6 separate regions of the Mus musculus genome follow, and all the other regions are linked to region 1. Evidence: chromatin contacts called from public HiCAR-type, HiChIP or PLAC-seq and promoter capture Hi-C data. All regions are on one chromosome and are shown on one strand. Each heading gives the region's core, a stretch centred on a gene start, on an enhancer-like site or on the middle of the called end of the contact. The rest is flanking DNA. Distances are from core to core; before and after follow the strand shown. Region 1 holds the start of App (amyloid beta (A4) precursor protein). Region 2 holds the start of Cct8 (chaperonin containing Tcp1, subunit 8 (theta)). Region 3 holds the start of Usp16 (ubiquitin specific peptidase 16). Region 4 holds the start of Ltn1 (listerin E3 ubiquitin protein ligase 1). Region 5 holds the start of N6amt1 (N-6 adenine-specific DNA methyltransferase 1 (putative)). Region 6 has its middle 22 kb from the start of Gm41484.

Region 1 (4,920 bases), core at 1,408-3,907:
AAGACTGTTTTCCTGGCCTGTGAATGGGGGTTGGGGGTAGTAGTAATGACTTCCTTGGATTTGTGTGTATGTGTGTGTGTTCTGTTATGTGTGTGTCTGTAAGTATACGTGTGCCTATGTATATGTCTGTGTATATATGTGTATGTCTGTAAGAGTATGTGTGTCTGTGTGTGCATGTGTATGTATCTGTAAGTATATGTGTGTCTGAAGTGTGCATATGTGTGTGTGTGTTATAGGTGTATGTGTGTGTATGTCTGTGTATGTGTGTGTGTTTAAGTGTACGTGTGTCTGAAGTACAGATATGTGTATCTGTGTATATGTGTGTGTGTGTAAGAGTAAGTGTGTCTGTGTGTATGTCTGTCTGTGTGTATGTCTGTTTGTATGTATGTCGGTAAATATATGTATATATGTGTATGTATGTAAGAGTAAGTGTGTCTGTGTGTATGTCTGTCTGTGTGTATGTCTGTTTGTATGTATGTCAGTAAATATATGTATATATGTGTATGTATGTATGTATGTATATGTCTGTGTGTGTAAATGTAGTGTGTTTGAAGTATAGATATGTGTGTGTATGTGTAAGAGTATGCTTGTCTGTATGTCTGTATGTATATATGTGTGTATGTCTGTGTGTGTATGTGTATATGTGTATGTGTGCATGTATGTACATGCCTATGTGTGTGTGTGCGCGCGCATGTGCATGCTTGTTGTAAGTCATCCTTAGGTGATGCTCTGGATGCTGAAGCTTTCCACTTTTTTTTTTTTTTTTTTGGAGATAGGATCTCTTTCCTGGCTTACCTTACCCAAGAGTCTGTCTGTCTCTCTCTCCCTCCTAAGCAGGTGCTAGCATGGCTGACATTTTTATGTGGCTTCCAGGGGTGGAACTCAGGTCCTCGTGTTTAGATAGTAAGTACTTTATTGACTGAGCTACCTCCCTATCCTTTCCTTGGCTTCTGTAGGAAATGAATGCCATATGTAATCAAAGCAAACGTTACTTAGCAAATATTTGTTGTTATTTGTTGAGGACCTTCAGAGGACAGACATTCAGGACAAATACAAAAAGGTATCTGTAGAGTTGGGCAGGTGGTATGTAGGCATGTTGATAGATGAGTGCTGACTTCTCAGAAAGGAAGAGGTGGAGACCTATCCTCCCACCACACTTACAGGGGATTGGATTCCTTGCTGTGGGAAAGAAAGAGCGGGCCTTCTAGGTTGCTTTCTATTGCAGAGTTATAAAAAAATCACGATCCTAAGCAACTCGAGGACAGGGCTTATTAGCCTCACGCGTTCTGATCACAGTCTAACGCGAAGGGAACTCAGAGCAGGAACACAGGGCAGGAACCTGAAGCAGGAACTGGGCAGTGGCAGAAACTGCTTGTTGTTTTTTTCCCTCCTGGCTTCTTCAGCCTGCTTCCTTACACAAGCCAGGACCACCTGCTCAGGGCTGGTCTCCCACATCAACTAATAAGAAAGAATATGCCCCACAGGTTTGCCTGCATGTCAGTCTAATGGAGGCATGTCTCTCAATTTAGGTTCCCCCTTCCCAGATGACCAGAGCTCATGTCAAGTTATTAAAAAATTAAGCAGCAAACACATCAGGTAAAGGAAAAGGCTGTGGCCTCAGAAGCCAGGAATGCATTTGGTATTACCTTCATCTCCTTCCACTAGCCTAGGGAGAGCCAAAAGCTTGGCGTCTGAAGCCACATTAGGTCGGGAGGGTGGTGGTAGTGGGAGCATGTCTGGATGGGTCTAATGTAATTTTAACACTGGGAAGTTTGTGTTTAATCTAGGAGAAAATGGTTTTACGGAGGTTCATTTCACTGGATAAGGGCAGATCCAAAAAAAAAAAAAAAAAAAAAAATCGAGAGCAGAGTTCCAGGAAGAAGTCCTGGGTGATGGAGGTGGAGGAAAAAGAGCCATCACTCGGTATCTTTTCTGGCCTAACTTTGATCTCTTCCCCATCTTAGATTTTTACCTCCCTGCCTCCTTCAATCCCAGATGCCGGTCCCCTTCTCTGAAATTATCCACGTCAAGCAAATATGCAATGATAATACATTTAAAAACCCACTTCCCATCTCCAAACACGGAGAAAAATGGGTCATTCTGCATCCTGTGCCCTTCTCTGGTACATTCTAAAGACAAAAATTCCAGATTGCAGTGGCGTGAAGGGTGACCTCCTACCAAAAGAAAAAGAAAATAGAAAAAAAAAAAATCCTGTTTCTTTTGCTAATGTTCTCGGCCTCGCTCCACCTCTCCAAATAGAGAGAACGAACTGCGGATAAAAATGCACGCATCGCAGCCTTAGCTCCTCAACCACATTTGGGAGAGGCCTGCGGGGTCGGGTGACTCAAGCTCGCGCGGGGACGAGCCGAGAGCGCTCCCGACTTCCCTGGAACCTTAACGTCCTACGGTTCACCTTCTCCCGATTGCGGGGTCCTCTCCCTGACCCAGATCACTCCCCAACTTGGTTCCCAGACCCCATCGGGAGCGCGGCTCCCCTTAGCCCAAGACGCCGCACCTGTGGGCTCTGGGTCGCCTCCCGCTGCGCTCGGGCGCAGCTCCCCGAGGCTCCGCTAGGGGTCTCTGTCGGGTGGCGAGCCGGGTGGGCGGGATCAGCTGACTCTGCCGGCTGCGAGCCCCGCCGCCTCGCTCCAGCTCTGTCAGTTTCCTCGGCGGCGGGAGGCGAGAGCACCGGGAGCAGAGCGAGCGCGGGGCCACCGGAGACGGCGGCGGCGGCGCGGACACAGCCAGGGCGCGGCGGATCTTCCACTCGCACACGGAGCACTCGGTGGCCCACGCAGGATCACGATGCTGCCCAGCTTGGCACTGCTCCTGCTGGCCGCCTGGACGGTTCGGGCTCTGGAGGTGGGTGCCGCGCCTTGGGAACGAGACTGGGGAGGCGGGCGCCGGGAGGACGCGATCCTCCCCACCGAGGAGCTTGAATCTCGAGACGTGGGGGGCTGTCACGGGTAGACCGCTCCTCGCCGCCCCCGCCTGCGGGCGCCCTGCGCTTCGGCGGCTCTGGCCCAACCCTGCCCGGGGACGCGCTGCCCGAGCGATGAAGAGGGAATGGGTTAGGGCGCTGGGGTCCCCATATCCGTGCCAGCCTAGGGCTGGAAGGCGAGGGGACGAGCCTGAACGCAGACCCTGACTCCTCCCTGCGTTGAGAGCTGGACTCCGGGATGCGAGAGACACCCAGTTCGAGGGGGAAGGGACACGTGTGGAAAACCGAAAGCGTAGCGTCTCAGGATTCAGTGCCCTGCGAGGAAATCGCCGCCCTTCCCCTTCCTTGGGGTCCTGGGTTGGAATGGGGGCAGCTCTGGATGCTGGGGAGCGCCTGGCTCACACTCCCTTCCCACCCCCGCCTGTCTTGACTGCGAAGCTGGGCTTTGCTCCTGGCGGCCGCGGGCGGCGGCTGCCTGCGCAGCGACCCTCTCCCGAGTCGGTGCGGGGTCGCGCACCGCCGCCTTCCTTTTGCAAACTTTGTGCATTTTCGTGTCTCCCTTTTGTGTAAGTTCCAAGTGATGGGAGGGATCGGAAAGTGCGGCCACCCGGCACCGTCCCTCAACCTGGACGTCCAGGACTCTTCAGTGCACCTCCAGTTTCTCCCTGAGTCTGAGAAGGTCCCCGGGAACAAAAGCCGCGACACCCCGCCCTCGCCGTCCAGGGCGCGGTGGCGGAGCCCTGGTAGTTGGTGCGCCACCGCCGTTCCTTTCCCCGAGCTGCGCGTCTGCCCCCGAGGGCCTAGAGGTGCTGCTAGGGCCCCGCGGTCTCCCACCCCCGCATCACCACCACCTACTGGCAATCCTGTGAGGGACTGCAAAGTCCTGAGAGAGAGAGAGAGAGAGAGAGAGAGAGAGAGAGAGAGAGAGAGAGAGAGAGAGAGAGAGAGAGCGAGCCGGGAGTGAGGCGTGCGTCTGGGAAGGGCAGTGCCTGGTGGTGGGGAGGCTGAGGCTCCAGGGCATCAAAGGAGGCGTTTGTCTGATTAAGGTGCGGCCTCCTATGGGGCAGATTTGGGAACTCTAGCTTAGTCACCCTGGGGGGGACACAGGATGCTGGGGAGGGTCCTCAGGGTTCCTTTTTTTTTTAAAAAAAAAAAAAAAGGGGTGCAGATAAAAGGATTGAATAGGGTGAAGATTAAGACGGAGAAGATGGCGCCTCTGCAGTGCAGCAAAGAAAAGCTGTGTGGAGGCTGCAGCCTGTGAAATCCACCCACCACTAGGTGTATAACAAGTCTTCCCCATTCATCCAACTCTCCAGCATGCAGCACAAGGCTTGTTTTCCTTTTTATCCAGAGATGCCTGGAAGTTGTTTGCGTGGCAGCTGGTTTTATTTCTCTTCATTTGTACCCTCTTCACCATCTAAGCATTTGCTAATAGCCCTTCCTCGTCGTCCTCCTCTTTCCCCTCTACCTCATAGGAATTTTCCCAAAAAGCAATTTCCGGGCGAGTGTTTTCCTGCAATTTTGTGGGGATTGGCTAGGCTATCACACTAGTATGAGTTTTTATTTATTTAATTTTTTTTAGCTCTTAATTTACAAGGTCATTGAACTTTTAGCCCCTCTGAATTTTTTTTTTTTTTTTAACCCACAAGTGGCTTCAGAATCTGTAAGTCACCTCAGACTGGTTAAAACAGGTCTTCGAAGAGTCTTAAGAATTTAGTGTTCCATTTTTTTTTTTCAAAGCCATTTAATCAAGGGAATTCTGATTTCTCTGACGACCTAAGAATTTAATTGTATAGTCATTCGGTTTTTCTAATTGTTTTGCTGTGCAGAAACACGACTAAGTAATTAAAGGAATAACTTTAATTTTTGGAGCATTTTACTTTTCTTGAGCATTTTTTTTAACTTGTATAAAAAGAGTCACAGTGTAGGCCAAGATGAACTGGATTTATGTTTTGGCTTGTGCGATTGCATATCCTTTT
Region 2 (4,920 bases), core at 1,649-4,148, 2.3 Mb before region 1:
TCCTTCCCAGTGATAGAGATTCAATCCAGGTTTGCTTGTTGGTTTAGATTTATTTATTTATTTTGTGTATATTAATACACTATGGTTGTCTTCAGACACACACCAGAGAGGACATCAGATCCCATCACAGATGGTTGTGAGCCACCATGTGGTAGCTGGGAATTGAACTCAAGACCTCTGGAAGAGCAGGCAGTGCTCTGAATCACTGAGTCATTTCTCCAGCCCCAACTAGCCTGCTTTCTTTATATAATACAAGACCACCAGCCCAGGGATGGCACCATCCAGCATGAGCTGACCCCACCACACACACACACACACACACCACACATACACACACATACACACACACCACTCACACACACACACACACACGCACACACCACACATACACACACACCACACATACACACACACCACTCACACACACACACACACACACATATACACACACCACTCACACACACACACACCACACACACACACATATACACATATACACGCACACACGCACACACATACACACACACACACACCCCATTGATCACCAATTGAGAAAAATGCCTTACAGTTGGATCTAACGGAGGCATTTTCTCAAAGGCGGCTCCTTCCTCTCTAATGACTCTAACTTGTGTCAAGTTGACACTCAAAACCAGCCAGTACATAGCGTTTAACCCAAATTACACAAAATTAACAAATCTCCGTTCAAAAGGAATAATTGGCAATTAAAAACTAAGTCTTTGATGAATTAACACATAGTTGATTGGAATTGCTTTTAATTCTTCCCATTTCCCACTTGTGCAAGGTCGACTTTTACTTTAAACTTTTGATGAAAATTTATCCACTGTCTTGAACTCGTTTAGTTTTTCAGGATCTAGTTATCAATTTTTGCCAAGATTTAGATCCTCTTAGTTACTTTTAACAAATCAGGTATAATTTTAAATCCCCTCTCACTATTTTGTGTCAGTTATACCCATAAGTGATGCTGAGACAACGGGTTTTAGTTTTTCCTAGCAAATCCATGAGGGAATCTTCGACTGTCTTACCTCTCAGGTGTCATGTACTTTGCAGACATAGAATCCACATAGAAGTTTAAACAGAGTCACCCAATGATTGTTTTTAATGGGTATCGTAGTAACCATTGATTGTTAATATTATAAATCAAACTATTTAACATTAATATAAAAATATAGCAGTGAACACTGAAGGCTAACATAACATTATTGAAAATGTCTCTCTTGAGGACTGATATTCTCAATTTTTTCCCCAAATATTTTATATGTGGCTTAGTGGACGACAAAGAGTGTAAGTGGCTCCTTGTGCTTTTCACATTCATACTGTGACATACTGAACACCCAGCAGGCCTTCACAGCTCCCCACAGGAAGAGGAGACAGCTCTGTATTACTATGAAAACACTTGCGTAGTCATGGGCCCTGAAAGGGCGTTGGAGAGCCTCGGAGGTGTCAAAACCAATCTTTGAGAACCACTGAACGTTTGCTCTGTCTTCCAATATAATTGGCTCACTTACCTTGTGTTCGGTGACAAGAAAGTATTTTCATGGTTACATTTTTTTTTCCTTTTTCTTTTCTTTTCTTTTTCTTGGATATTTTCTTTATTTACATTTCAAATGTTTTCCACTTTTCAGGTCTCCCCTTCGGAAACCCCCTATCCCATCCCCACTCCTCCTGCCTCCATGAGGGTGCTCCCCCACCCACCCACTCCCATCCTCCCACCCTGGCATTTCCCTACAAATGGTGCATTGAACACCCTAAGGCCTGAGGGCCTCTCTTCCCACTGATGTACAACAAGGCCATCCTCTGCCACATATGTGGCCAGTGCCATGGGTTGCTCCATGTTTAGTCTTTGGTTGGTTGTCCTGTCCCTGGGAGCTCTAGGGGAACTGGCCTGTTGACACTGTTGCTCCCTCCATGGGGCTCCAAACCCCTTCAGCTCCTTCAGTCCCATGGTTACATATTTAAAATGTTTAATAGAAAAAAAAATTGCAGTTGATAGTACGGTTGCAATTATGAGTCTGTCCCAATGTAAAGAAAATCTTAATTTCTCTATGTCCAACGACTCACCAAAGCGTTTCATATTTTTCTGCAAGGGCAGGAGATGCTTCCATTTTTTTGTATTTTTTTATTGTAAGAGTGTTTTACTTTCTCTATGAAGTTATTCTATTTACATAGAAATGTTTGTGAAAAAGATTCTGGGGGAGTAGAGAATATCTATATAGATATATAGATATAGATAAAGTGGTTAACTATTCCCACTTTGTAATCTGCCCATCTAGGGTAGAAATCGTCGCTGTAATATCTATTGGCCTGGTGACCTCTGCGTACCACTGAATTGTGGTTATCAACTTCCCTTCCATAAAATGGAGATTAATATTCATTCTTAAATTTGACCAATAACAAAGATAACTGCACTTAAGCAAACCGCTTAGCTCTGCTACGCACGTGCAGTCCACGCGTTGCAATCCTCCATGCTATTTCAAAGATCACCTTCGAGCCTTCAGTGCTTCCCAGTGACCAACACAGAGGATGTCCATTGGTAGTTTATAGGGGCGAGGGCGGGTGAGCTTGGAGAAGAAAAGGCTAACCTGCCCCGGTGCTGGGTCTGCAGGATTAAGTTTAAGTGAAGGATAAGACGTTGGGTGTCCGCCACCGAAATATCACAAGCCAAACGTCCTAACCAAAGTTTACTCATTAACTTAGGACAAGGGACACGAAGGGAGCATGCACGCTCTGGGTTCGGCCTGATCGTCCGCTTTGATCGGGAATCGGCAGATCAGGTCTGTCTGCTGGAACCTCTGGTTCTCGCGATATTTCAGAGACGCTGCAGGTTGAAGGGGCGGGGCGACCGGAAGTAGGGGGACGCGAGGCGGCGCCGAGGCCCATTCCCAGCAGGCAGTGCGCGGCGCCCCTTGCTTCCTCGGCGTCTCGGAGCGAGCGCGTGAGCGGTGGACTGCGGCCGAGCCATGGCGCTTCACGTCCCCAAGGCCCCGGGCTTTGCCCAGATGCTCAAGGATGGAGCCAAAGTAGGTGGCGTGGAGGGACTGTACGGTGGGAGGGTGGGTCTGCGCCTGTGGCGACCGCGACAGGCCTGCGGGCGGGCGGCCGCGCCGCGATCGGGATGGAGAAGGTTCTAGAAAGGGAAGCGTGCTCTGGATGCCGGCTCGCTGGAACTGGTGGGCATTTCTGTTATTCCCCCGGCGGCTTCGGGTTTGCATCCCAGCTCCCCACGCCCCTGTCTGCGGCATGGAGCCCACGGGCGCCGCCCTTAACGCGAGCTGGCGATGCGTTAATGAACTTGGACGGAATTGGTAACGGGTGGTTGGAGGGCCGGGGATTGTAGGATGGAGATGACACGAGTCCGGCATGGTCACTCCTGGGCCTGCCCTTGGTTGCTTCCTTCCAGACACGTCCGATCCCCACTGCTCTACTGAAAACTCTCCTCTGGACGTTCTGTTTCCTTTACCTTTTCTGAGTTGAGACCGGGCCGAAGGCTGTTAACTGTCTTTTCACTCTGACTGTCCGATGTCGTAGCCTACAGGATAAATGAAGCCCCACCCCAGATCGAATAGGCCGTAGTTTCAGGAGTGATTTTTTTTTTTTTTTTAAAGCGGTCACATTGCTTATGGAGCGATTTGTCCTGAGTTCCCCAAGCTGCCAGATAACGTTTGTTTTGTCTTTCATATTTTTACAAGTTGTAGAAATAGCGGATTCTTAGCAGTACAGAGAGGTGGTGTCCCCTTTGTAGTGATAACTGGCATACTGAATGGATGTCAGGGCTTAATGTAAGTTAGTAAGTTCTGCAAATGACACTGTTAACCTTTTGAGGGGTAGCAACAGCTTCCAGTTTCCATCTTTTCCTCCATCACTCTGGCTGAGGACATGATACATTTAAAGGATTTCTGTCACAGGCTAGCATTTCAGCACAGAGATACTTTGTGTAAATCGGTACTGATGGAGGCTATAGTGAAGACAAGTTTTTTTAAAGTACCCCCATCCCCCAAATTTAGGTTAAAAGCTAGTACTAGTAGGCTGGGATTGTAGTTTAATGGTAGATTGCTTTCTTGTGTTCAATCCCTGGAAAAGGCAGAAGGAAGAATAGTTGTTATTTAGCTAGGTGAGTAATAATCTGCCAAGTAGGAGCTATTGATTATCCCATTAGTTTACAGATAGGAAAGAGAGCCAGGCCCAGTGGGGGAAACTGAGGCTGTCTGATGACTGCCTGTGTGATCCTGGCTGTTTCTTAGAAGCATACTCAACAGAGGTATCCTGCGGTAGAAAACTCTTAACTTGGTTATCATGCCTAAGCAGACATTTTCTTTTTCAGCATTTCTCGGGATTAGAAGAGGCTGTGTATAGAAATATACAGGCCTGCAAGGAGCTTGCTCAGACTACTCGCACAGCGTACGGACCAAATGGTAATGACCAAGTTCAGGCTGTGTGGTGTGACTGTTAGCGTAGAGAGCGGGCCTCACGTGTTTTATGGTCGGTGGCATTGATGTGCCTCTCACTTTCAGTCAGGAATGCAGCTTTCTGGGAAAAGAGAAATTGGAAACGATGCTGTTACCCTGTTAGGTCCTAGGGAAGTCCAGCATCCTCACTAGTGGCCAGTACTATTGTGGAAAGGCTCAGCAGTCTGCAGAAAACAGCACGGCATCAGGAAGCTCTTCCTTCCCTTTAACCACCAGTTGAATTAGAGATGCACACAAAGAGATTACGGAAGAAACCAAATGTGTTTCTAAGCATATTGATTTTAGTGTTAATTCCTGTTTATTAAGCACGTCTTACATGCTAAGCATGTTGGTGTTTAGTCAGGGAAGCCCATGGGGCTATGATGCTGATCTAAACAGATGGTGTGTTCTGGGGCTAAACATCAGTACGGCTTCTTGCCGGAGTTTTCCTGGGTTG
Region 3 (4,920 bases), core at 1,752-4,251, 2.3 Mb before region 1:
GACTTGCCTATGTCACCCACAAACCCCCATTTGGTAGTCTATGGCTAATCTAACTACACATTAAATCTTTGCCTGTTTGGTTGAATTTTGAAAATTTAAAAGTATCAAGAGAATTACAAGTACTTACAAGTCTAATCTTTAAACATTTATTTTGAGAATCTCTATTTTACATGCTTCAGAGTAACTTGACAGAGAAACCCTGTCCCCCCCCCCCCCAAAAAAAATGTTTGTGCAAATGGAAAATAGTATCTGGAGGAAATACTTCACTTAATTCTTGTTTTTACAGGTGCTCTACCATTAAACTACACTCCAGTGTAGTCAATCTAATTAATCTTAAAAATTAAGATTAATTCTAATCTTAATTGTTGTCATCTTTCTGGCATAAAGTCTTGCAAGTAACCCTTCAGCTCTTGGTGGGGTGGTGCTGAGGATAGGCAGGACGTCTCTATAAAACCACGAGCCAAGGGCAGCAATTATCTTTTTACATTTTCATTCATCCTTTTGTCCTCCTCAATGCTGGATACTAAATCAAGACCTTGTATATACTGGATGAAATGCTAGGGAAACACTGTACTAAGCCAGTGTGGAACCCTTCCTTTACCAAGGATCATTTAAAACATTGTTTAAAAAAGAAAAAATGGTAGCCGGGCGTGGTGGCGCACTCCTTTAATCCCAGCACTGGGGAGGCAGAAGCAGGTGGATTTCTGAGTTCGAAGCCAGCCTGGTCTACAGAGTGAGTTCCAGGACAGCCAGGGATATAGAAAAAAAACAAAACAAAACAAAACAAAAACAAAAACAAAAAAAAAATGGTGAGGGCTGTATAAAATGGTCCTCTTTTGGGGGGGGGGGAAGAGTATCCATCTTCTTCTCTCCAAGCTAACCTCCTCTAAACTGTGCCACATTAGTGCAAGATTCATCTTCAGATAGCTCAGTATGTAGAGTGCTTGCCTGCTGTGCACAAAGCCCTGGCTCACTCCTCAGCACACACAGAGCCAGGTAGAGCGGACCCCACAGCCCTACGCTCAGAAGCTTCAGCGGAGGGAATCCAGAACTCAAGGCCATCCTCAACTACTATACACTGAGCTTGCGGCCAGCCTGGGGTAGCCAAGACCTTGCAATGAACAAAGAGGAGCACAGAGTACAGAGGGCTGGATAAAATGGTCCTCTTTTAGGGGGAAAAAAAAAAAAGAGTATCCAACTTCTTCTCTCCAAGCTAACCTCCTCTAAACTGTGCCACATTAGTGCAAGATTCATCTTCAGATAGCGTCATTTGTATATCACTCTAATGAACCTATTAAACAGCCAAAACATCCAAGTTTATACTCTAGAACTTGTCCCCTTCAACCTGGCCCCAACGTACTAGCAATCCTGACTCATAACTCATCAACAAAAACAATTAACGAGACAGTTCCAAAACCATCATGTTTGATTTTCACGATCATCTTTTAAATGAAGATACTCACTAAAGAAAGAAATTTAAAAACAAAACCACTCTAGTCCCGGCTGACCTAACCCTCCAGAGATCCAACTACCTCTGCCTCCCACAATGCTGGGATTAAAGGCGTGTGCCAACATCACCACCAGGTTTTAATGAAGATTTAAGAAAACCTGCATTAGCCGCGTTGAAGGCCAGCCTGGTCTATGGAGCGAGTTCCAAGACAGCCAAAGCTGTACAAGAAGACCTTGTCTCGAAGAACAAAGCAAACACACAGAGAGGGACAGAGAGGAAAAAGATATGTACTATCCTGTATCTGTTTCTCTACCACAGTAAACTGCTTTTCAAATCTATAATCTGAACAATTTCTCTCTCCTTTCCTCCCTCTCCCCCTCCCCCTCCCACCCTACCCCCACCCTCCTCTGAAATCCGAAGCCTTAGGAGAAAGAACTGGTTCTGGGCAGAATTTCTATCTTGCCTATAGCATACTGTGAGTACATAGTAGGTCCTCAAGAAAAACTTCCTCCGCTAATGGCGCACACCTTTAATCCCAGCACCGCAAAAGTAGGCAGTTACAAAGCTCCAGGCCAGCTACAGCGAGGTGGTCAGATGGACGGACGGACGGACGGACGGACAGAGGGACAGAGAGATGAGATGAGATGAGATGAGAGAGAATATTACCTGAGAAGGCACAACTTCAGGTGTAAAAGAAAAAGGCGGACATGCGGACATTAATTAAATCATAAGCCTTCAGTTGTGGAGACAGAGCTAGAAGATCTGGTTTAAGGACTGCAGCTTCCCTTGAGACAGCAGAGGGAAACTTGAAAGACAAACTTTTAATTAGGGCAACCAAACCCATGACTGAAGTGTCAGTCGATGCTACTGAAGGAGCTACAGTAAACTTCTGACAGCTGTGAAGGTCACTGCTGCGCCGTGGGAACGGCGTCTATAAAACAGTAATGCTCGGTCCCGCAGCGTCCAGGGGAGTTTTCAGACGAGAATTGCCACCTTGGTCCAACTACTCGCTCGCGGCTCCCTCCCTTGGCTGAAATCACAACTCCTGCTGTCAGCCTCCTATCCAGCCGGCTGCTTTCCTTTTCTGCCCTCCCGGTCCTCCTCTGCCTTCGCTAAGCCATCATCACCACCAAGGCAATGTCGGAAAGCCCCTGTCAGCAGGTCTCTCTACAACGTGGCTCTCCAGTTTCGACGTAGGCTGTCACCCGGAGGTGGCAGCGCCAGCCGCGCTTACAACGCACACGGTGTCACCGGGCGCTCCCCGGAGCTCGCACGCCAGCCGCCCGCCCAGCCACCCTTCCCGTCGCCCGCCGGCCCTACCGACTGCTCGGCGCCCACCGGGCCGGCCCTGGAGCCGACAGCACCCGCAGTAGATGAGGATGAGGCCGAGGCAGGGCGGGAGTGTGGCGGCGGCGGGGGTGGCCGGTACTCACCCGGGGCGACGGCGCCCATAACTGCCTCCCGCGACGGGCCCGGAGCCGGCCGCCAGCTCCGCTTCCTCCAGGTGACGCAGAGAGAGCGACGCGGTGGAACCAGCCACCCTCCCGGAGAGGCAACTTCCGGAACGCGGCATTGTGGGAAATGGCTCGGCCTCCCTTGGGGTGGGTGCGTGGGAGGCCCGCCACGTGTTCACTGCAGTGTTAACTGTGGAGTAATTTAAATCCTCCTAGGGAGTGGATGACGGGTCCTGGCCCTTGGCTTGGAAAGTCCTTCATGGCTACCTCTCTTAAATACGTTATTTCTGCAGGATGGCCAAGAGAGCGACGTAATTACACACGTCTCTCCTTTCCCCTAATCCTGTCCCACTCGCTTATAAATGTGAGTGTTCTTTCTTCCAACCCCAGCCTTCACCTTGCTGACCTTGTCCAAACTGACAGGAATTAAAGGGGAATGTTACAGTGTAAAGTCCTGAAGATTTGAGTTGCGGTTGGTTGACGAGAAACAGTAACTACACACTCTGTGCCGAGTCTTTTGTAGCACCCGTTAAGCGGACCTCAGCGGAGACAGTAATCACAGAAAACTACCTGTGCGTGTTAGTAGCAAAATAGGCAGAAGTAAGCAACACGGTAAAAGAACAGTTGATGGTGTGTGCGAGGGGATGCCATAAAGAAACCACTTGAAACTGCCGCTCAGTTAGGGGGAAGGTTTTTATTGTGAATAAGAGAAAAACTACTCAAAGGCATCGGGAAGAGTCCAGTGCAGAGAGAGGAAGGCCAGGGCTAGGGAAGCAAGAGAGTGGGAAAGAAGAGTGGATGGACATAGCACGATTGAAAAAAAAAAAAAGTAGCCAGAAGAGTCGGGGGCAAGGAAGGGGCAAAGAGAACGGGAATCAGGACCCAGATGAGAGAAGGTCCTGCGGGCTAGGGTGAAGGCTTTGAGATGTGTACTTGTGAACCGGGACTGAGGGAGCCTAGAGGCCAGTTCTAGACTTATCTAGACCTATCATAGGCAACCGCGAGTGTATATTAATGGAGAATCATGTCCCTTCTGTCAGAGGCAAGGGACATGAGTCCTTTTGGGGAGAAAACAAACCCTCAAGGTTCCTCAAACCTCAAAGATCCCGAGGAATGTTGGCTTTTTATCTAACCACCCGAAATCCTTCCATAGTCCAGCTTGAGCTCATTTCTAGATATATGGCCTTCTAAAAGATTGCAAATGAAATATTCAAACTTACTAGTTGTCAGATAAAACTATGTTGAAATAGTAGCATAAAACTGGAAAATTGGCCAGTATAATTTTTTTTAATTAATCACTCTATTGGTTTATATCTCAAATGATATCCCAGTTCCCAGTTACCCCTCCACCAACTTCTCATCCCACATGTGCCCTCCCCACTCCACTCTGCCTATATGAGGGTGCTCCCCCACCCACCCACACTCTCCAGCCCCACCTCTCTGGCATCCTTGTATGCTGGGGCTCAAACCTCCCTGGGACAAAGGGCTTCCCCTCCCATTGCTGTCAGGCAAGGGCATCCTCTGCTACCTATATGTTTGGAGCCATGGATCCCTCCAGGTACTCTCCTTAGTTGGTGGTCTAGACTCTGGGAAAACTGGGTAGTCAGGCCAGCCTATGTTTGCAATCCCCTGCTGCTCCAGCCCTTCTGCCAGCCCCTTACCACCACTAGGTTCCCTCAGCTCCGTGTGATGGTTGGCTCCAAGCATTCACATCTGCATTTGTCAGCTGCTGGCGGGATCTCCCAAGGAACCACCATACTAGGTTCCTGTCAACAAGAGCCTCTTGACCACCTCAAGTGTTGGGTTTGGTGTCTGAGGACATGATGGATCCCCAGGTGGGGCAGTCCCTGGTTTGCCCTTCCTTCAGTTTCTGTTCCATTTTTGTCCCTGTTCTTCCTTTGGACAGGAACATTTCTGAATTAAAATTTTTGAGATGAGTGGGTGGCCCCATCCGTGGACCAGGGTTCATGCTTACCCACTGGAGGTGGTCTCAACAGGTTCTATCTCCACCTTCTC
Region 4 (4,920 bases), core at 1,751-4,250, 2.3 Mb before region 1:
CATTGCCTACATGACTGATGGCCACATACCTCTCTGCAGGGGAGGGGAGGTTGGGAGTCTGTGGCTGCAACAGGAGCCAGTGGCCAAACACCTGTTGTCCCTGGGGTCACCCGGGTTCAAGGCCTGTGCTCAGCAGGGGACCAGGCTGTCTGTGCACAGCTCACCATCCCACACCCTCCAAGCTGTCTTGGACCTGCCAGTTTTCGTGAATCTGCCCTTCCCTTATCTAATGACTATGATCAACTTTCGACTTGTGGAAATGGAGATTACTTGTGAGCATTAGCAAAGCCAGCAATCTTACTTCTCTCCTCAGTTTCTGAGACGTTCCTTAACTAGTTCAAGGGTCAGCAGTTTGTACAGTTATAAAATATTGGCAGCAGTCGCTGAGTTTGTAGCTTACTGGAAGAGTGCTTGCCTGGCATGCACAAGGCGTTGGGTTCTGTCCTCAGTACCACGTATACCAGGCAGGGAGGTACACCAGTAATCTTGGCCCTTTGAAGGCAGAAAGGATAAGATCCAGAGTTCAGTGCCACCTTTGGCTACAAGCCAAGACAGAAGCCAGCCTGAGATTCACGTGACACTCTCCCCAAAATAAATGATTATTAAAATCAAAAGTCCCATTCTAATGGAAGATAGTAATGGTGACCATCAGTGCGTGTTCAGGTGTAATGAGAACCATTTGAGGAAAGTAAGCCCCTGTGAGAGTATCTCCGTGCTTACAGGAACACACACTGGCAAGTAATCCTTTGTTGTTTGGTTTTTGAGACAGGATATCACTATATAGCCTTGGCCGGTGTAGAACACTTTATGCAGACCAGGCTGGTCTCCAATTCACAGAGATCTGAATTCTGCCTCCCATGTCCTGGGGTTAATGCGTGTGCCCTCACTACCAACTCTGATAAGTCTGTCTTACAGATTCTAGCTCACTTCTGTACAAAATATGTTTTGAAATTTTCTACTCTGAAAAACTATGTTTCAGACTCAGAAAACTAAACTGGAAGAGGATTTTAATTCGTCATCGAGAAGACATTCCTCTTGACGGTACAGCCGGCGGAATGGAAGGACAGCGGAAATTTCCCATTCTTGAAGAAAAGGCCTTCAGTGTCCACGGAGCCAGAGGAAACCACATGGACTTTGGCCAGCTGTATCAGTTCTTAAATGCCAGGGGATGTGGGGATGTTTTCCAGATGTTCTTTGGTGTAGAAGGACAGTGACTGAGCAGAGGGGAAGTCAGACCTGTTGGCTCACTGTTCCTCTGTTGATCATTTCTTCCTGTTTTTCCTTGAAATTCAATTTCAGCTCCATTCTAGGATGTACTAGGGTTGGGGTCACAAGAAGAAAATTAATATGGCTGAAATGTATCAGTTAAAACTTGCCATGCCTGAGAGAAAAACTGGGTTTCGACTTGTAAGCTTTAAATTACTAAGTGAGAAGGGTGGAGAAATGACTCAGAAGTTAAGAGCATATGCTGCTAGTGCCAAGGACCTAAGTTCAGTTCCCAGCACCCCTGGCAGGGAGCTCATAACTACCTATATGTCTTTACTTCAGGGCATTTGATGTACTCTGTCCTCCAAGGGTGCATGCATGAACATAAACATGTAAATATATTTGGGGTATCAGATCCCCTGGAGCTGGAGTTACAGGAGGTTGTGAGGTACCCGGTGTGGGTGCTGGGAGCCAAACTTGGGTCCTCTGCAAGAGCAGTGCACCCTTTTAACCTCTGAGCCATCTCTACAGCTTGGTGGAAATTTCTTGACGTGAGCTGGATCTGAAGGCACATGCTTATAATCCCAGCACTTGGGAAGTAGAGGCAGGAGGATGGGAAGTTGAAGGCCAGCTGGGCTACACGAGGCTCTGTCTCATGAAACTTGAAAGACAAATTATATGTGAAGGTAATTTTGATGGTTCGACTTGCTAGGGATTTCCCACACTCTTCTGCCTTCACTAGGAACCTGGAAAAGCTGCCTGTTCACCCTCCTGGCCTCTCTTGCAGCTGCATTGGGCTGTAGGTTACAGTGCAGGATTTCTGGGGATGAATTTGCCTCTCTTCTCTTTCTGCCATGGCCCCTGAAGTGATGGCAAGAGAAAGGGCCAAGCTATCTCAGAGATGTCATTGTACAAGACACCTTGCCACATGCGGACCCAATGTTAATCCCAGCCTGTCTCCAGACCTTTGAAATAAAATGAAATTTTAAACAATCTGTGCTTGTTATCAGTAGTCAGAAGTTTGAAACTACCCTGTCTTTTAAAGTACAAACAGTATAAAGCCTTCCTCATTGGTGTTTGTGGTTCATTTCAAATTGCATGTGTTTAGATTTGGCCCCTATCTGGCCTTGCATCGCTGAAGACTGGGGCATGAGTAGAGCTCAAATGGTTTCTTGTTGTTTCTTTAAGACAGTGTCTCATGCCTATGTGACCTGATGATTCTTTTTTCTTTTTATTTCCTATTTCGAGATAGATTTTCATATATCCCAGGCTGCCCTTGAACTTTAAGTGTGCAAAGCTGACCTTAAATTTGTGATTCTCCTCTTCTCTGTGTCTTCAGTGCTGGTATTGGGAGGGTGTGCCAGCAGACCTGGTTTGCTCAATGTAGGGAATCAAACTCAGCCTTCAGGAATGCCAGGAAAGCACTCTACCAAGTTAGTCGCCCCAACTCCTCTGCTTTTATTATTTCATTTTATTTTTAAAGATTTATTTTATTTATATGAGTACACTGTAGCTTTCTTCAGACACACCAGAAAAGGGCGTCAGATCCCATTGCAGATGGTTGTGAGCTACCATGTGGTTGCTGGGAATCGAACTCAGGACCTCTGGAAGAGCAAATTCCTACACACTAGGAAGGAAATCTCTCCACTACAAATATCTCGGACAGGTTTGGCGCCACGGGCTCAACGCTGGTTTCTTATTGGTCAGCAGTGACGCCACTCAGGCAGGCGTGGCCTTCTTTGTTACGTTTCAGGCAGCGGATGGTCAGAGTCCTGACAGGGAGGCGGGAGCGGAAGTAGGAAGCCGAAAGGCTGGGAGGGCGAGGGGGAAGTGGCTACAGTGAATCCCCTTCCGGCGCGAGGGACCGGAAGTTGTGGCCCGCCCGTGTCAACTTCGGCTCTGCAGACTGAGAGCCGGGCTGCCACCGCCACCATGGGCGGGAAGAACAAGCAGCGGACTAAGGGGAACCTCAGGGTGAGTCCTGTGGTGATGGTAGCCCCGCGGCCTGCGGCCCGGGTGTCCAGAGGGCCGTGAGGGAAGAGTGTGACCTCCCGGTGTGTGCGTCCCCGCGGGTGGACAAGTCGAGGAGTTGGGACCCAAACGACGTTTCACGCCGGATCTGGGAAACGGAGCGCGCCCAGGGAGGGAGGTGTCATCGGGAAACGGTGACAGTGAGCACCCGGGCGGCCCTCGTGGGTGGCCGAGCTTGTGTAGGAGCTGTGGGAGGGAAGAAGCAAGCGTGGGCTTCACTCGCTCAGTCCCTCCTTGCCAAGGCCCGAGCCCGTCGGTGGTATGCCCGGTGTCAGGTCGGTGTCACCCGTTGGGTCTCTGGTCTCAAGCTTACCTCGCTTTTCCTGCTTCACTCTGGCCACCCTGAACTTGCCACGAACTTGGCTGGCCTGGCAGGCTTCGGATGGCCATATGTTAGGTGGCTCTAGATACCTTAATGCATCCTGTATAGCCCTGGCTGTCCTGGAACTCATTCTGTAGACCAGGCTGGCCTGGAACTCAGAAATTCTCCTGCCTCTGCCTCCCAAGTGCTGGGATTAAAAGCGTGTGCCACCACCACCTGGCGCTTTGAAAGTATCTTAAAGGCAGGTGTTTCTCTGCAGCCTTTATCCTGATGGATCACACACACATACACACACACACACACACACACACACACACACACAGTTCGCTTTTATAGACCTGTTCCACCATTTTTTTTTTAGATTTATTTATTTATTATATGTGAGTACACTGTAGCTGTCTTCAGACACCCCGGAAGAGGGAGTTAAATTTTGTTACAGATGGTTGTGAGCCATCATGTGGTTGCTGAGATTTGAACTCTGGACCTTTGGAAGAACAGTCAGTGCTCTTAACCACTGAGCCATCCTTCCAGTCCCTCATCTCTTAATTTATAAATTTTGCTGACCCTTAGGAGAGTTGATCTCAGTATTTAACACCCAAGTTCTCTACCTTATGTATTCTAAAAACAGTGTCATTCTTCATATAACATGTGAAACTTTAACCATGGTGGAGTACACAAATATAACATGTAGACTTACAATTTGTATTTCTACTAACTTTTATAGATTTAATTCTGTTTTTATTTTATTTTGATTTTGGTTTATCAAGGCAGTTTCTCTTTGTAGCTCACCTGTCCTGGAAGTCGTTCACAGATGTGCCTGCCTCTGTCTCTACAGTGCTGGGATTAAAGGCATGCACCACCAGGACTGACTTAAAGTTGTTTTTAGATAATAACATTTTCAAAGCATTTATGACTCAGTCAAGTATCACTTGTTCCCTTTGGCAGGGAATACATTAAAAGACACATAAAAACAACTTATACTTTGAAGTCTTTTGATTTAGACAGTTTTCCATTTCATACATCCTAAATGAGCGTGTTTTTTATGTCATAATGACCAGGAAGAGTTGGCCATTGGTTGGCTTTGTTTAGTCTCATCTAATTGTTTCCTTCTATTGATTCCAGCTAAGCCATTTTTGACCATGCTTTGTATGATAACATTTTCAGTATATCATTCCAGAAGTGTACAATACTTTTTTTTCCCCTTTAAGACAGTGTTTCTCTGTTCTGGAACTAGCCAGCTCTGTAGACCAGGGTGCCTTCCCCCCCTTTATTATTCTTTTTTGTTTTGTTTTGTTTTTGTTTTATTTTTTCCTTTCTCAGTGGCATTTGCTTAGTGTTGAGCATTGTAAAGTTATCTTTTT
Region 5 (4,920 bases), core at 948-3,447, 2.2 Mb before region 1:
GCATAAGCTGTGACTTGAGTCCTCACTATCAGAGACGTATTGTCTATTTAAAATGTTCCACTTGAGCTGCTGCAGTCACAGAGACCCAGGAGGGGTGGAGGAACATCACATACTCACATGTATAAGGCCCGAGGACCTATCATGGAGGCCAGGAATGCAGACACCACACCAGATCCTGCTCCTACTTCAAGGCATATTTCCACTCTAACAACAAAAACAAAGTATTTAGTTCCTTCTTATGAAGATAATTCTTCATGGAAGACAACTCTCATGCCATATAATGTATTTCCCCAGCACCATCACTCACTTGCAAATATGTGGGAATAAAAGGGATTTACCATTTCTGGCAACTACTTAGTGCTTATTATTTCATAGCTCAAGCATGCTAATAGTTTAGGTGTGTACAGTATTTAAATTGAAGTACTTAAATAAACCCAGCAGCATATCCTAGGGTTTGCTAAAAGCCTTCCATCTACCTAGATACATGAATAACAAAGACCTCTCTCCCTACGAGAGTACTGTGTTGGGCAAGTACTTCAGTGTCTGATCTTAGAATGCCAATAATCTTAGCTTTCTAAATTTAAAAATCTTATATAACTTTCCAATAAATGTATTTCCTTTGATCACTATCAGTGTGTCAAAAGCACTACTTAATTTCCATGACTGATTGGCCTGATGACATTTACAAGATTTTTCTGTCACTTAACTGTTCAAACAACTCAAGAAGAAGTTACAGTATTTCCTTTTTACCTTTAGAATCAGCCACATATCTATGTGACCCACATAACAGGACACGCAAGCCACTAGTGGGTCATAGTAAAGTCTGTGAATCTTACCAGGTGCCTTCTTTATGGAAATAATCATTACGGTCTCAAAAATAACTAGAATTCCTAGCCTTTGTAACAAGGTCAGCTCTATTACAGCATACGAAGCAATGCAATTTGTAGCTGTAAATTTTTCTGAGCTGTTTTGAGCATTCAAGTTACAATTCAGTGCTCCACGAGATATTCCAGTAGCTCAAAATGCTCCACCATCTATGAAGAAAGACTGGTTTTATAGGCAGAAAAAAAGTGACAATATAAATAAACATGATGGCTATTTCGTTCTGGAGACACCCAGTAGGAATCTTGGCCATTAAGTTAATGACCCATATTCTTTCGGCAAACTATTTTATTAGAGTGATTATATGTATGTGTGCAGAATGGTCCTCAGCATTGTAACTGAACCTCCAAGAACAACCTGTAGTAGTTTCTGAGGCCGGAACTCAGGTCTGCAGGCTTGACAGCGAGTGCCTTTACCAGCTGAGCCATCTTTCCCGTTCTCAGCTCAAATTCTTTTCTCAGAAAAGTTAACATGTGGGCATTTACTATTTATGTCAATTAAAGCTATGGCCAATCCTTCAACAAATCAGGCTAGTGAAAATCCTACCGGCGGAGGCACGTGACTATTTAAACCTTCCCTAATAGTTCTAACCACATGCAACTAAAATTCTAACAGTTCAATTAAAAAACAAAACAAAACAAAAAAATCCCAGTTGCAATAACACTTTAAGTGCTCAGACGGCTAGTGGTTGTTCCTTGACTAGGTTGAGTGAATTTAATAGTTCACTGATCCTTATGTGTTCTTCCTTTGCTAGAGGATGTTATTCTTGCACTAAGGCGAGTTTTACATATTCACTTAAAAAAATTAAAATAGAAAATTAGGAAAGTTTTGGGACATCTTGCTTCTGGTTGCTAAACTCCGGCTGCTCCTCAGAGGCGCGTTTACATTCTTCAGATTAACAGCTAAAAGGCAGGGCAGGGTGACCTTGAAGCCGCAGGAACATCTGAGCGATGCTCTAACCCCAGCCCGCCGGACACGCCTCCTTTACCCCTCTCTGCTGTCAATCACCAGAAAGTAGGCCGGCCCACCACTTCCGGAGGAGGGCGGCAAGTTCCGGCTTCCGCCTCCCGGCCACCCCGTTCTCTCCCCCTGAGGCGCGCACCCTCCTCGCACCCTGCTAGCTCGGCCGCCGCCGCCTCGAGCGCGTCCAGTAACAGGAACGTGTCCTCCGCTGGCTCGTACACGTCGCGGAAGGCTCCGCGACCCACGTGCCCGTACAACGGCGTGGGGACACTCGGCGCCGCCATCTTTTCCCTTCCGCTTCCTATGGGCGGGCGTTGAGTACGCACGCGTCAGGCTTGCTGCGCATGCGCTTTTGTCTTACACTGGGTGGCGTTTGGGGTGAAAGAGCTTGTTGGGCTCTCTGGAACTTTTAAGCAACCTCTAACATCCGTTTTCAACTTGTGCTTACTTTTATCGGCTACCCTAATATTGAGCATCGTCAGTTATTTTGTACTAAGGTGACTGCTTTATTCTAATGACATTTGGAAAGTTTCTTCCCTTTTAAACTTGTAAGCACTTGCAAAAATAGTGTTTACAAAATTTATTGTTTTTTAAGCAACTGAAATGTAAATACCCATCTATAAGATTATGACTACTTTTATTTGCTTAATTTTGTTATACAGATTCTCACTGTCTTGGAATTTACTATGTAGGCCAGTCTGGCCAGGAACTCATAGTGATCCTCCACCTGCCTCTGTCTCCTGAGTGCTGGGACTATAAAAGCTGTGGCACCATGCCCAGCTTTTATGACTTTTAATTTTTATTTTGTATTTGACAATATTATACATGGATAACACTTTCATTCATTGAAATTATAGTTTGGGCTGGGCTGTGGTGGCTCTTGCCTTTAATCCCAGCACTCTGGAGACCGAGGCAGGCAGATCTCTGCTTGTTCTACAAAGAGAGTTCCAGGACAGCCAGGGCTACATAAAGAAATCCAGTCTCCGAAAAACAATGAAACAAAACAGAGACAATGGTTTGGAGGGCTGGGGAAGTGCTCAGGGGTTGAGACCTTGTACTGCACTTGAAGAAGACAAAAGTTTGGTTTCCTGCACCTTTGTTTGGTGGCTCACAACTCCCTATAACCCCAGCTCCAGGTTGTTGCTCTTCCTGCGTCAGTGTCACTGTTGTGCCCATACATACAGGCAAAAAAATAACATACAGAAAATCATAGTCTTTAAAAAAATGTAAGGGGCTGGAGAGATGGTTCTGGAATAAGGCTATTATTGAGGACTAGAATTTGGTCCCCAGTACCCACAGCAGGTGGTTCACAAACAGAGTAACTCCAGTTCCTGGGAGTTAAATCTTCTGTTCTCTGGCGGCATCACAAATACAGACTTGAAAATGGCAAGAAAGCTCTGCTGGTAAAAGGCAGGTAGGTGCTGCCAAACCTGAGCACATGGAGCAGGTCCCTGAGACTCACACAGTGGAAGGAGAAAACCTATTCTTAGAGTTCTCAGACCTCCAAGGGTATGGCAGCATACATGTGCACACATGCACAAACATCTAAATATAATACGGAAATATTTTTTTAGAGTGTCATGTGCCGCGAGAATTTGTTATTTTCACATGCATCCTTAAAATGTCTTTGGCATACAAGCAATGAAATGAAATAGCCGTTCTTTCTCAGTTGTTTCCCAGAGGATTTGTTTTTATGTATGTGAAGGTTGACTTTGCTCCAGGTTTGTCTGTTGCAATTCTTGAGACTGACATCCTTAGTGTTCTCCCACTGCTGTACACACAGTTCCTGGTGGGAGATCTGTTAGTGGACATACGGTTCAGTTTCTCTGGATAGTGCCCCATCACTCTCCAAACTAACCATACTTGTGTATACTCCTAACATCTTTTGGTGGCAGATTTATGAGTTGATCTAATATTAGAGATTTGTTTTAGATTGATTTGGTCCGATTGCTGATTGAGGTTAAGCCTGGGTTCATATGTCCATCTAGGGAATTTCTTCCTTTGTGACTTGTATGTACTTTCATGCTTAATTGTCCCCCCCTTTTTTTTTTTTTTTTTTTTGCAGGGGAGGGATGACAGGGTATCATTGTATAGCCTTGGCTGGTCTGACTAAATCACAGAGACCCCCCTAGCTTCTACCTTCTGCCTCCCAAGTGCTGTGATTAAGGGCATGAGCCACCATGAATGGCTGCACTCTTTTGTTTGTTTGTTTGTTTGTTTGTTTTTGATCCTGGGCATTGAGCCTAGGTTTTCAGACATGATATGTACACATTTTACCCCCAAACTATATTCCCAGCCTGGCCCCTATTTTTATTTATTTATTTTTTTACTTATTATTTTTGAGAGAGGGTCTCAGTAGCCCAGCCTGGCCCCTATTTTTATTTATTTTTTACTTATTATTTTTGAGAGAGGGTCTCAGTAGCCCAGACTGGCCTCGAGCTTGCTGTGTTGCTTAGAAGCTTGAGCTTCTGCTTCTCCTGCCTTCCCCTGCTCTACATTGGGACTCTAGGTTTATCCCACCATACCCTGTTGATTTGGTGCTGGGGATCAAACTCAGGACCTTGTGCATGCTAGGTAAGCACGGTAGCACTGAGCTACATCCCTGCACAGCTTTTAGGATTTTGGGAGAGGGAGTCTTGACCTGCCTTTCAAGCTACTCAGTATAGTTTCCTATTCCCTGGCCCAGTGCTTGTACTCATCCTTCTAGTCTGAGAGTTGGGGGCGGGGCTCAGACTTCTGATGGATTTGATGCTGATGGGCTCAGTCACTCTGGTGACTGCTCTGGTTGCTTTGGGACTCTCTCCAACGCCCATCTATGTCCACAGGGTCCACATTTGGTAGTGGATTCTTGATTCCGTGGCTTTCTGACCACCATGAATGGGCCAGAAGCTCAGTTGTGTAGTTGTAAGAGGTACTTTTGGAAGCTCACTCCAAAGCTGATCTTTGAACCTCTCAAAGTTGGCTGTCTTACCCCTTGGCTATCCTGTAATGAATTCCTTTTAGATTAAACTAACTAAAAATGGGTTTCATGAGTGCAGAACTACCACCAACACTTGATTTTCTGGTTTGGTGCAG
Region 6 (4,920 bases), core at 1,572-4,071, 2.1 Mb before region 1:
CTGACCATGCTTTTGTCTGGAAGAATGTGGATTTTGGGACTTTGGGCTTAATGGGTTATCCTAGTAAGAATATGAAAGACTTTGTTGCTGAGACTGATGTAAACTGTGCAGACCTGGCCCAAGAGAATTTAGTGGAGAAGAATTTCAGTATGTGGTATTTTGGTGAAGAATGTGGCTGCTTTTTGCCCTTGTCTGAAGAATCTACCTGAGGCTAAGGTAAAGAGATTTATATTAATTGTCTTAACAAAGGAAATCTCAAAAAATCCCAGCAGAAACATTGTTTTCTGGTTAAGTTTGATGAAGAGCATTTTGAACAAGCATAGCAAGCTCCTTAGAAAGGAAAAATATAAAATAATGGTTTCTAGTATTAAAGAGGGACCAGGAAGTGAAATAGAGCTGAGTTTTGTGTTCCAGGATATTAAATTCAATTAAGGAAGTGGTGACCTTTGGGCAAGATCTGACCCAGGTAAGTTTAGGACCAGGTGTAGTAGTGCAGGTCTTTAATTGCAGGAGACTGGGCATGCAGATCTGAGTTCAAGGCCAGCCTGGGACAAGGCAAGTTTTAGATCCAGACGTAGCGGTACATACCTTTAATTCCAGCATGTAGGAGACAGGTATGAATTCAAAGTCAATCTACAGAGCAAGTTTTAGGACAGTTAAGCTTAGTCAGTGAAGGAGTTGGAAAACAGGAAGCTGGTTATAATATAATATAACAAGGAGTCCATGTTCTAGCCCCAGGAAGCAACAGAACTTAGCATCTTTGATCATTTGGATTTATAGTCAAAGGAGAAGGAGAGTACTGGAACAATTGATGCTGGTTAGCTGGATCTACGAACTTAGTGGTGATGAAGAAGAGACCAGCGTCACTGAGGTGAAATCTTCTGTGAAGTGTTTTCTGATAGCACAAAGAAGCTGTGTTCCAGAGGTAGCCAAGGTTATAGCTGAGGCTCAGCACTGTGGGAGATCATGGAAGGCCATTGGTGAATGTGCGGACTCAGTTGCAGTCGATGGCCCAAGACTGAAGGGGTCATGCAAAAGATTTCAGGCTTGGCACCATGAAGAGAGCCTATGAGAGACTTTTAGTGAAGTCTAGTTGCAGCAGAAGAATCTAGTGTATTGTAGATGCTAGTACCATGGGATAATCACCAAGAATAGCAGCAGCAGTGGAGTGGAGTCAACCAGAGCCTAGAGTGCCACAGAAGGCAGAGCTGGAAAAGTGACACCAGCCCTTTGGTGGTGCCCAGAAGATCATGTGTGGATCCCAGACATTGAAAGAAGTTGCTTTGGAGACTCCAAGATGTTTGAGATGCCAGAGCCTTGGTCTATCTGCTAAGGAAAGCTGCTAACAGGGAGTGGAACCAGCTCAGGAGAAAGAAGTTTGTTATAGTCAACAAAGATGGAAAAGGAGTTGGTGATCTGAAGACAACTTTGACATCAGACAAGGAGATGCTGAGTTTGGAGTTTGTCCAGCTGGTTTCCTGTCTTGCTTTGGGGATTGCAGTTACATGATTGGATGAATCTCAGAAGAGAGCTTGAACTTTGGACTTTTAATATTATTGAGACTGCTATAGACTATGGGGATTTTGGAAGTTGGACTAAATGTATTTTGCATTATGGTATGTTTAGGTATAGTCCCAATAGACTCATATTTTTGAAAAGTCTATGGGGGCCAGGGAGTGGAACATGATGGTTTGAATATGCTTGGCCCAGGGAGTGGCACTATTAGGAAGTCTGGCCTTGTTGGAGTAGGTGTTTCACTGTGGACAAGGGTTTAATACCCTAGGTTTAGCTGCCTGGAAGTCAGTCTTCTCTTAGAGGCCTGCATACAAAGATGTAGACCTCTCACCTCCTCCAGTACCATGCCTGCCTGATAATGGGATACAGGTTGTTAAAGGAAATAAAATCTTTCCTCCCAAATTGTTTTTGGTCATGGTGTTTTATGACAGCAATAGAAACCCTAACTAAGACTGCAAGCGTTCCACCGTGGAGCCACATTCCAAGGCTTTTCAAATGAACAGCTTACTTATTTATTTTTGAATGAAGGTTGGCAAGGGATTCATCAGCCAGAATGTTATTTATGTTAGGGGAATTTCCTTTAGAACCTCAGTGATGTTCCACAATATCCTACTTAACTTGGATGACTCAAATGAATCTCTTAGCTAGGCTATTGAAAGTTTGTTTGAAATCCCTCACTTTTACAAATCTTGTGTTGACTTGTTTCCAGAAGCACCCTTCTCCCAGAGGTGTTCTTTAATACTTTGGCAGTTTGATTTTTCTGAGACATACATGATTCTTTTTCCTTGAGCCCCTACCCCATCCCTCCCATAATCTCACATTTCTTGATATTTACCTACAGGCTACTTTTAAAATCCACCTATTGTCCTCTTGTATAACCTCACAGCTTTGGAAAGCTTTGCATCATTCTTGAGAGTTGCAAGCAGAATTCTAGCCATACATTTCAGCCTGAGCAGCAGGTATCAGCCACAGAGAAAGGGCCCGGGTCCTTACAGTGTTGTGCTGGGTGCTGTGATTATGATTTTGCTGGAGGTGATCCTTGCTTTGCATCCATCATTGCAGTGACGAGGAAATTGACTCTAGGTTAAGCTTTGAAAGATAAGGATTTTGGGAGTTTGGGAAGATCAAGACATCTGAGGATGGAACAAACATATGAATAAAATTTATCCAAGCATCACAATCTGAAAACGACGACACAGTAACGATAAATCACTCTGTGTTTTTCTTTGACATGGAACAGTTAAGAACATTCAAGAGGGATAAATAAACTTTACTGAGAATTGGATAATAAAGTCTGGAATGCTTTTGAAAGAAACAGATGTGATGATTAATGGTGGTAAGATGGAGTGATGAACTGCTCAAACCAGACACCAGCCAAACAACACCTAACGAATTGCTTTGGACATAGATGAATACAGTAAAGGCAATATGATGTTTTCTTGGATTGATAAGAATTTCTACAAAGTTTGTGTGTTGGTTCTGTAATGTAAACAACGATACTCTCTGCCAAGTTCTATGCCCTTTAACTTTAGAACTTGTTCAGTATAGGCAGTTGGGACATATGTTTATTTCTGAAACTCGTAGCACTTATCTTTTGACTAATAGAGTTTTGATTTTCAAACCACAGAACTGTGCATTTTCTGTGTAGTTTCTCCTCTGTGCCTGAAAACCACAGAGAACATGTCTCATGAGTAGTTTGGAAACAACTGAGCTTTCTTTGACTTATGGACTGTGAGAAACTCTTAGGGCTGGCATTGGGTTGTGGGTTTGTTGCGATTTTCTTTTGCTTTCTCACTGCAACGGCATGTTCCCTGGTAACCACTCTTCCTACCCCCGAGCACTTTCTGGGGACAGGCAGGATTCCAGGAAGTACCAACTCTGATAGTGATGGATGAGTGAGTGCCAGACAGTTGGCTGTTGGGTCACTGTTCTCAAAATAGAGTTCTTGGAACATTCTGTGCCAAAGAAGGTGCTCACTTGCTCAAGAGATTCTTTGAAAGTCACTTTCTCTCTTTCATTGCACTCTTGTCTCCTAAAAGGACTCATGGTATCACTCAAAAAAGGTGTCATAAAAAAGAGTATTAAAACAGATATAGATAATTACAGCCCGTAAAGATCCAGTGGGCATTAGAAAACAACCAGACCAAACTGTGGGTCTTAGCATGTGGAATGTCTGGGCTTGGCAGTTCTGTTGAAGGACCTTCTCTATTGCAGAATGCTGAAAAGCATCTCTGCTTCTCCCCAGTAGAAGGCAGTAGACGCCTCCAGTTGTAAACCTATCTCCAGATACCGTCAAGTATCTCTTAGAGGAAAAGTTGCCCTTGGTTGAGAATATCTGCTTTAGATTAACAGGACAATATCAGATACTGTACTGCAATCATGTCGTCTCTCCTGAAATCATAAAACTCCAGAGATTCTGAGTCTCAGTATTTCACTATGGTGCTTAGCTGCCATGCTGCCTGTTTGCAGAGCATTGTGATGGTAGACATAGCAGTGAGCTGCATCTGGAATTCAAACCTGGATGCCACTTACAGGCTGTGTGGTACTCGAGTCTCGATATCTATACCTGTAAAGTGGAATAATAGCGCTATTTGCGAGGAGTTACCGACATGGCTCCTGAAGTAGGTCCACAATGTCTGGTATGTAGTAAGTGCTCTATAAATCGTAGACAGTTGGGGCTGGGTTTTTGGTTTGTTTGTCTTATTTCTCCATCCTGAGTCATGGTTCGAGTAAGTGAAGGGAGATTTGTTGGGTGGAGAGGCAGATCTACGTACCATTAACAACAGGCTTCCTAAGGGTTTAGTCTTGCTTCTGGAAAGGTTTCAGTGTCTTCAGATACTCAATTAACTCTAAGACTGAAAACATGTAGAATGGAATAAATTGAAAATACAAGGGCAAGAGGAATACAGGGGTTTAAAGGGTCTAAATGACTTGGGCGGTGAGATAATAGGAAAAAGCCTACCAGAGAGATATTTTCACTACTGACCATGAGCATAGTGGACTGTGAGTGAGTCCAGATGTGCGGGGGGTGGGGTGGGGGTGGGGAGGAAGGAGCTCAGTCCTCACCTGAGGTTTCCTGTATCACAAAGCTCTGTTCTAGGGATATAAATACAAACCACCCCCATAAGGACAAATTCAATGAGAGACATGCTTACTATGGCTTTAGAAATGGCATTGCAATGTGCTCAGGGTGCTTGGGGTATGACTCTGAAAAATACAAATCTAATAATAAAGCAACCCGTTAGCCCAAAAGCAGAGATTGTGACATTTATAAGCAACTCACTAAGTGAAACCATTGGTCAAGGGAAGCTTGTTTAGAAATAACTGTAAATAGAAGATCATAAGAGTTAGAAAGCTTTAAATTTTCATTCCTGGAACCAGGCAGCTAGTGCTTGAGCAAAATAA

Evidence for each region. Promoter capture Hi-C pulls out the DNA fragments that hold promoters and counts their contacts. HiCAR-type assays count read pairs that join an accessible place to other places. HiChIP or PLAC-seq counts read pairs in DNA pulled down with a chosen protein or histone mark.
Region 2: a contact with region 1 is called in a promoter capture Hi-C map of liver, with 7 times the contacts expected there. The contact joins the promoter of Cct8 here to the promoter of App in region 1. A contact is called at or near these places in 3 of 39 promoter capture datasets (hippocampal neurons, liver and pre-B cells), 2 of 115 datasets of contacts at active chromatin or transcription factors (embryonic forebrain and extraembryonic endoderm stem cells) and 1 of 9 other capture datasets (adipose tissue).
Region 3: a contact with region 1 is called in an H3K27ac HiChIP or PLAC-seq map of cardiomyocytes, with 23 times the contacts expected there. The contact joins the promoter of Usp16 here to the promoter of App in region 1. A contact is called at or near these places in 4 of 39 promoter capture datasets (cranial neural crest, hippocampal neurons, liver and 1 more) and 1 of 115 datasets of contacts at active chromatin or transcription factors (cardiomyocytes).
Region 4: a contact with region 1 is called in a promoter capture Hi-C map of liver, with 5 times the contacts expected there. The contact joins the promoter of Ltn1 here to the promoter of App in region 1. A contact is called at or near these places in 5 of 39 promoter capture datasets (hematopoietic stem and progenitor cells, hippocampal neurons, liver and 2 more) and 2 of 9 other capture datasets (embryonic stem cells and pancreatic islet).
Region 5: a HiCAR-type map of astrocytes shows a contact between it and region 1, with 6 times the contacts expected there. The contact joins the promoter of N6amt1 here to the promoter of App in region 1. A contact is called at or near these places in 3 of 39 promoter capture datasets (cranial neural crest, hippocampal neurons and liver), 2 of 115 datasets of contacts at active chromatin or transcription factors (astrocytes and embryonic forebrain) and 2 of 9 other capture datasets (embryonic stem cells and liver).
Region 6: a promoter capture Hi-C map of liver shows a contact between it and region 1, with 4 times the contacts expected there. The contact joins the enhancer-like site here to the promoter of App in region 1. A contact is called at or near these places in 6 of 39 promoter capture datasets (the 3T3-L1 cell line, cranial neural crest, hippocampal neurons and 2 more), 1 of 484 Hi-C or Micro-C datasets (uterus) and 1 of 115 datasets of contacts at active chromatin or transcription factors (forebrain).

Annotation. Positions count from the first base shown.
Region 1 is chr16:85,171,444-85,176,363 of GRCm38.p6, reverse strand. App (amyloid beta (A4) precursor protein) reads left to right here and starts at 2,657. Exons shown (of 18, transcript NM_001198823.1): 1 at 2,657-2,862. The coding sequence starts at 2,806.
Region 2 is chr16:87,493,847-87,498,766 of GRCm38.p6, reverse strand. Cct8 (chaperonin containing Tcp1, subunit 8 (theta)) reads left to right here and starts at 2,898. Exons shown (of 15, transcript NM_009840.3): 1 at 2,898-3,038; 2 at 4,340-4,430. The coding sequence starts at 2,979. It overlaps B130034C11Rik (RIKEN cDNA B130034C11 gene), which reads right to left and starts at 2,694. Exons shown (of 3, transcript NR_040375.1): 1 at 2,458-2,694.
Region 3 is chr16:87,453,066-87,457,985 of GRCm38.p6, reverse strand. It overlaps Usp16 (ubiquitin specific peptidase 16), which reads right to left and starts at 3,001. Exons shown (of 18, transcript NM_024258.2): 1 at 2,884-3,001.
Region 4 is chr16:87,430,686-87,435,605 of GRCm38.p6, reverse strand. Ltn1 (listerin E3 ubiquitin protein ligase 1) reads left to right here and starts at 3,000. Exons shown (of 30, transcript NM_001081068.1): 1 at 3,000-3,180. The coding sequence starts at 3,139. It overlaps Rwdd2b (RWD domain containing 2B), which reads left to right. Exons shown (of 5, transcript NM_016924.2): 5 at 980-2,275. The coding sequence ends at 1,214.
Region 5 is chr16:87,351,462-87,356,381 of GRCm38.p6, reverse strand. N6amt1 (N-6 adenine-specific DNA methyltransferase 1 (putative)) reads right to left here and starts at 2,197. Exons shown (of 6, transcript NM_026366.2): 1 at 1,996-2,197; 2 at 118-204. The coding sequence starts at 2,129.
Region 6 is chr16:87,266,567-87,271,486 of GRCm38.p6, reverse strand. No RefSeq gene overlaps it. Among named protein-coding and RNA genes, the nearest start is that of Gm41484, 22 kb to the right of the region's middle. Within about 2 kb of position 2,821, at least 25 of the 459 cell types and tissues checked have an H3K27ac peak or open chromatin away from gene starts, as enhancers often do.